Linked DNA regions of Mus musculus: region 1 is linked to region 2. Evidence: chromatin contacts called from public promoter capture Hi-C data. All regions are on one chromosome and are shown on one strand. Each heading gives the region's core, a stretch centred on a gene start, on an enhancer-like site or on the middle of the called end of the contact. The rest is flanking DNA. Distances are from core to core; before and after follow the strand shown.

The links. Promoter capture Hi-C pulls out the DNA fragments that hold promoters and counts their contacts.
Region 1: a promoter capture Hi-C map of pre-B cells shows a contact between it and region 2. The contact joins the promoter of AI987944 here to the promoter of Zfp128 in region 2. A contact is called at or near these places in 2 of 39 promoter capture datasets (cranial neural crest and pre-B cells).

Annotation. Positions count from the first base shown.
Region 1 is chr7:41,391,675-41,395,350 of GRCm38.p6, reverse strand. AI987944 (expressed sequence AI987944) reads left to right here and starts at 1,972. Exons shown (of 5, transcript NM_001199330.1): 1 at 1,972-2,124. Gm17102 (predicted gene 17102) reads right to left here and starts at 1,653. Exons shown (of 2, transcript NR_166533.1): 1 at 1,331-1,653.
Region 2 is chr7:12,879,141-12,882,530 of GRCm38.p6, reverse strand. It overlaps Zfp128 (zinc finger protein 128), which reads right to left and starts at 1,353. Exons shown (of 4, transcript NM_153802.4): 1 at 1,171-1,353. The coding sequence starts at 1,236.

The sequences.
Region 1 (3,676 bases), core at 723-3,222, about 29 Mb before region 2:
AACAACAAAATTTACAAGCAGAGAAATCAAAGATTCATCCATATTTTGGAGAGGAGCTGGGTCTGGCTCAATGCAGTTGGGGGTAGGGCAGCCCAGCAGCACTTGGCTTCTATGTGAGGCTCTGGACATTACAAAGATATCCATTGGGCCCCAAGTGTTACTTGTGAATTCTTTAACCGCAAGTCCCCCTTACCCATGCTTGGTGTTCTAAGATGTTACATTTTTATCGACCCAGCTTTCCTGCCAGCTAGACAGAGGTAGGAGCAGGCAAAAGAAGGGCCTGCGACTGTAGGTAGACTGAAAGGTAGAGTCTTTGGCTCCTGGATACCATCCCAAGTCAGAGCATCACAAATTCAGAGGCTCAGCTTCACTAGACAGATCATACAAAGACAGATCTGATATATAAGACAACAATATTTAAAATTGGTCTTTGCTACTTCTAGGTCCATCAGTCCTTATATTGTGTGTTTGTTTAATTTAGACGCCCCCTAAATAGTAACCCACGAGGACAGACCGGATGTGGACAAGTCACAAAACAGACAACAGTAAAGACTGAATTGGTGTCGCACAGAGGTTTCACCAGACTGATTATGACAATTTTACCAATAGGATTGTGTTTCAACTGATTTCTTGTATAATCCCTGGACTGCCTGGTATCCTCTGGAAATTGCTTTGTTGAACAGCCTAGGCGTTGGAACCCAGGTGAAGTTGCCACATACTGGGCCACTGCAGTTTCTGTCACCCAGCGTCAGTAGATGGCATTTCCAAGGCTCCAAGGCAAATAACGGATCAGAAAATAACTGATGGCCTTGGATGAACTTCCAACTACGCAGAAATTACTCAATAAATAAATACATAAAAATAAAGAATAAAAAAGTAAAATAAAAAAATAGGCGTCTCCCAATTGCCCGAATGGGGTGTACAAACCCCATCAATTTCACCCTGTTTATCAGACAGGGTATCTCTTAACCATAATCCAGGAACCAACAGGAAGCTTACTGTTTAGAGTCTGCCATTCACCTTGGGATTCTGCAGAGGGAATGCATTTCCTGGAGACCCTAGACACAGCTGGGTCAGCCCACCCCTCCATTATCCGGGATGAAAAGAGAATTTGGGGCTTTTTCTCTTCCTCCTCCTCCTCCTCCTCCTCCTCCTCCTCCTCCTCCTCCTCCTCCTCCTCCTCCTCCTCCTCCTCCTCCTCCTCCTCCTCCTCCTCCCCTCCTCCTCATCCTCCTCCTCCTCCTCCCCCCCCCCTCCTCCTCCTCCCCCCCCCCCACCACCATTTCGGTCCAAATTAAAAGCAACAGTTTATTAAATATTAGGTACTGACCAAGAGATGGACCTGGGTCAGAAATATCCGCAGAATTTCCCAGCCGGAATAGCCCCCGGTCACATATTGTAGGGGTTTATACAGATAATCAATTTGGCCACCGCACTTTCTCACGAGGGTTACTTAGAAAAAAAAACTACAATTCCCAGAATCGCTAGAAGTTACCTGGCTCCTGGGCCGGTAACGCTTACAGGCTAATTTTGGCAATTACATACGCAAGCTTGATTTCCATTACATATCCACCTTCATTTCCGGAGGAAGAAAGGGAAGTGCCTAATGAATAAAGCAAAGGTAGTTCAAGCAAGCTCCAGATTTCCCGATTTAGAGAGCTAGGGAGGGCAGGGTCAATTCCTACAAAGGGGAGGAGCAGCCCGAGCTGACGCGGTGGGTTCTCCCCAGAGCTGGATGGGAAGACAGACGGGTATGCTTTTGGAAAACAGGCACAAGCGCTACTGAAATTCAAATCTCTGTGTATCTGCAGAAAGAATGATACTGTAGTGGAAGACCAGGCCAGCAACCAAGCGGAGTCCCATCTGCACATTCTAACCCTAAGGGAGGTTTAATGGCCAATCAGAACCTTGAGGTGGAGCTGTTCATGTTACGCAAGACTTAGTGACCAATCGGAGCCTTGGGGTGGATTTGTCAGTCAGGAGAGAAGGCGGGACCTTCCGGGTTCCTTGCGGCAGTTTCAGCTCTATAACGGACCCTGCTGGAAAAGTTCTGATTGTTTTTCTCTAAGCGCTGCTGCTGGGTGCTGTGAGGGAAGCTCTAGCAAGTTGCTAATTCGCGACATGGTGAGTGCAGAGCCACTGCCCACAGAGGGAAGGAGCAGGCAGTTGTGTAGCAGAAGTTGGTATGGTGGCTTGTCCCTGGGTCTGGGTGGTAAGTGTGGCCAGATCTGACCACCTGTTACTTCCCTTTTTGTCCTAGTCATTCCCTGAACCCAGCGGTGGGCTGTGAATAACTTCACTATGAGGGCGGCATCTGCTCAAAGCATCTGGCTCAGAGACTTGTGTGTGGAAACATCCTTAGCAGGATGTCAAACTCAGAGAGGCCTAGTTTCTCTACTTCTAAAAGTTAACTCCCCCATCATTTAACATTTAGCTGTAAGACCTATTTGGAGTTAATTCTGTAGAAGTTATAAAAGGCATCTCATGTTGGGTAGCACTCCCATATCAAACTGTGGTGTAGAAGAGTAGAATTGATGATGTTAAAGGATTTACCAATGCTTAGGAGATAGTTAAGCGACAGCAAGTAGAGTTTAGCTGAGGGAGGAATGCCTCTGAGACACCCTACAGATAAGTAGTGTGCTAACCAGACCCGTTAGAGATCAGGATGCTAGGATAGATATATTTGTTCACTAGGATTGTCCAGAAAAGTGCTCCAGTGCTTAACAAAGGAGGCTACTCTGATTGACAACCAGCCACTAGGGCCATCCTCATAGCAAAGAACTGGCTGCTCAAGGGAGCGTTATAGAGTCCCAATCAACATTAAAGGCTGTTTATCACAAAGTGCTGCTAGTTTTCTTCTTGAGAAAAAGCATAGTTCTGCCATATTCGCAGGAGAACACCGGCTGGCAACTCTTTGAAAAGGGAAAACACTGTTGGGTCCAGGACTGGCTTGATCAAGCAAGGCTTTCTGTGAGGCCCTTATGTATAGAAAATGGCATAGCTCTTTCTCAAACCCAGGAACATGCTTGACAGAGCCAGGTAGGCCCTCATGTATTGAGAGTAAAATAGAACTTTTCTTTTTCTTTTTCCTTTTTTTCTTCCTTTGTCTTTATTATTAGTAGTAATTATTTTACTTATTTACATTCAAATGTTGTCCCTTCCTGGTCTCCCCTCCACAACCTCCATCCCATCCCCTCCCCTTTGCCTCTATGAGGGTTCCTACCCACTCACCCACTCCTGCCTCACCCTTCTAGCATCCCCCCCTACCCCCAGGGGGGCAACAAGCTTCCACAAGACCAAGCTCCTCCCCTCCCATTGATGTTAGTTAAGGCAGTCCTCTGCTACTGCTACATATGTAGCAGGAGCCATGAACCCACTCATATATACTCTTTGGTTGGTGGTTTAGTTCCTGGGGGCACTGATGGGTCTTGTACTGGCTAGTTTTGTGTCAACTTGACACAGCTGGAGTTATCACAGAAAAAGGAGCTTCAGTTGGGGAAATGCCTCCATGAGATCCAACTGTAAGGCATTTTCTCAATTAGTGATCAAGGGGGAAAGGCCCCTTGTGGGTGGGACCATCTCTGGGCTGGTAGTCTTGGTTCTGTAAGAGAGCAGGCTGAGCAAGCCAGTAAAGAACATCCCTCCATGGCCTCTGCATCAGCTCCTGCTCCCTGAC
Region 2 (3,390 bases), core at 104-2,603:
CCAACAGCATGTGAATGAACTATCTTGACAGTGGGTCTTCTAGGCTCTGATAAGTCTCAAGTAATAACTGTTGGACTGTCATTTTGAATATAACTTTAAGAGCCTAGGGTAGATCCATAAACTAAGTCACTCTTGATTTCCTACCCCATCAGAAACCATGAAGTAGTGTTTATTTCAGGTCTCACTACGTTTTGTGTGTACTACCTGAAACACGACAACAGATTGATTAAACACACCTCTTTTCCCGCCCGTCTCATCGCTTACTCCTTGACAAACTGTCAGCCTCATGACGGTTACCTGAGACTTGACTGGGGCTGGCGAATCCACCTTCACTATGGCTCATTCATATAGCTGTTGATAGGCCTCAGTTCTCAGTTCTACACTCTGGTCACATTTCATGAAAAACTGAGATGACATGAATCTGATCATTTGCAATCTAAGACTATCATAAGCTTACTTTTCACACCAAATGTAATTAACGCAAATTTCCCCCAAGCAAACCAAATACCCACCTCCTGACCTCCAGAGCATAATTTCAAAGTTGCAGAACTTATGTATGAAATGGTCTTGGCTTCTGCTAGGTGAACTACGGTGAACAGAATAAGCAATTTGTCTACAAGTGCAGACTTTGATGATCAGGAGCTAGACAAACACTGATAGCCACACCTACCAGTTTTCCCAAGGCCCAGAAGGGCGTGACCCTTACTAGTTACTTCTGTTTTCCTAACTTGGTACCTCTGCCCCGTGAAGTTATGCCTTACTTGCAAAATAGGGGTCATGGTGCGGAGGTTCCCTTAAAAGTCGGTTGATTCTGCGCCTTAGGACATGTTTTGAGGACCGTACCCGCAATGTGGTTGCTCTGTAATGCTAGCCAGTCACCTGTCATCTCCGAGAACCGTCTTTCGGGATAAATGGGAGGGCGTTGGCCAGAGTGGGATCGAACCCCTGAGCAGAGCCTGTCAGTCCTCAGGGAAATGACCACCCTCCTCCCCTCCACCCCATGGCACGCAGACAGGAGGCTGAAGCATGCACACAGAGGGAACTAGATTTGGACCCAGGCTCGGAGGCTGAGCCACAGCGCTTGTTTCTCTTGTGGAAAAAGCGCCGCGGGTTACAGGTCACTCTGTCGGGGACAGCAGGACTCGGAGTCCAATCTGTCCTTTTTGTTACCTGAAGTTGTGTTGCTTGCGGCCGCGAGGCCATTGCCACTGTTGCTGCTTTGTCCTGGTGGTCCATTCCAGGCCAACAGGTTAGCCACAGACGTCCAAGGACACCCTAATTTTAAACTCAGCCCCGTCCTGGGGACCACCCGACTGGCCTCCCGCTGGACAATGGCGGCAGCGCCAGGGACACTGAGACTACAATTCCCAGAAGGCCACGCGCCGAGACGCAGCACTTAACCAATGGAAGCTAGCGCCAGCCCAACGTTGACCAATCGGGGAAGGCCTGGCCTCTGGTCTAAGGGAGTGCAACCACTCACAGGTCTTGTTTAAGGATCAGGTCTGGGTACCAGCAGAGGTCAGCTTACATTCCGTTACCTGCGGGTGCGGGCATCACTTGGGCTTCGAGTTGCCTGGAAAATAATCCTCCCGCCCTGACGGCTGAGTTCAGGGCATATATGCATCTGCACCGTGAGTTGGGCGCGCAGCGGCAAGGTCTTGGTGTTAGAATTGGTCAATCTGACCTGCTGCTGGAATTTTTTGTTTTGTTGGTTTTTTTGTTTTGTTTTGTTTTTTGGTTTTTTGGTTTTTCGAGACAGGGTTTCTTCTCTGTATAGCCCTGGCTGTCCTGGAACTCACTTTGTAGACCAGACTGGCCTCGAACTCAGAAATCTGCCTGCCTCTGCCTCCTGAGTGCTGGGATTAAAGGCGTGCACCACCACACCCGGCTGCCCGGCAGGCAGATTTCTGATTCCTGCCCAGTCTGGTGTACAGAGTGAGTTCCAGGACAGCCAGGGCTACAAAACCCTGCCTTGAAAAGGGAAAGAAAGAAGGAAAGAGAGAAAGAGGAAAAGAGAGAAAGGAAGGAAAGAAGGAAGGAAAGAAGGAAGGAAACAATGGGCTTTTGCTAGTTTTCACTAGGTTGATGATGTAATAGAAAAAGACCAAAAATACACTATACCCTTAAAGAGACAGAGACTATCAGGTGTAGAACAGCAGGCTCTGCCCTTCCTCCACTATCCCCACTCCCCAGTACTGGATATTGAACCTAGGTCTTTATGCAAGAGTGGTAAGTGCTCTAATACAGAGCTGCAGTCCAGCAAACAGCAGGTCCTTTTATTCTCATCCTCCCTTCTCTGTCTCTCCCTCCTTTCAGCCTAGTAGTTTCCTTTGTTCTCTCCTGGCATCTTCCTCACCAGTCTGACAATGACAGTAGTGTCATAACTGGTGCTCTGGGTCTGGGCTGGGCATTTCTAGGTTCTTGGCCTCTTTTCCAAAGAATTGAATTTAAGAGCTTACAGAAAAAAAGTAAGATAATGTTATTTGAGTAAAAGTGAAATTACATATTATGTAGGTATGCTATTAAAGATTGACAATGAGTTATGGGAGTGAAGATTCTCAGTGTCCAGATTATTGCTCAGGGCTTCCTTTTATAGGGTTCAGGAGAAGGGGGTGCTGATTACTAGATATGTAGTTTGGGTGGTTCTCTACTCTGATTGATAGAGTAAGTCATATATTCGTTTTCTCTACTGTGCATGTCCTTTTTATAATGCATCTGATTTTAAACATAAGTGTGCCCTTATGTATCAGCATAAGGTAAATAGGAGGGTCTCCCTAAAAGTAACAGAGGGCACAGTTTTCCTTTCTTGTGTATGCATCTGAAACTAGGTCAGGCCAGATCAGCTTTTCCATTCTTCATACACAGACAATGCTGAGAATATACTTGAATGGAAACTGTCTAATTTGAACATTGCCAAGGACGGGAAAACTTATACTACTGTTCAGAGATGGAAGTATGGGTAGCCTGATATAGCTAGAAGTTCTGAGGTTACTAGAGGCATTGTTTGGAGAGGTGTGTGTGTGTGTGTATAGTATGTGACACTGAAGGCTCCCAAGTGTGTTACTGCAAGAGGACTGTGTCTTCATAATCTCAAATCAAATAGGGGATGGGGGTCTTAGTGTACTAAACTATCTCCTATGCTCACCTGCCTCAGTTTCAAGCAGTGCAGTGGGTTTGAATGAGATATTTCCCTGTAGTCTCAGGCATTAGAACAGTTGGGGATGATGCTCTTTGGGGTGCAACCATGCTGGAGGAAGTATGACACTGGGACCTGCCGGAATCCTTGCAGTCACCAGAGCCAGCAAAGTAATGATCCACAGGAGGCTAAAGGGTAGCTCAGGCACAACAGGACTAAGTAGTTAGTGTTGGTTCAAACTTTGGAAGTCTGAC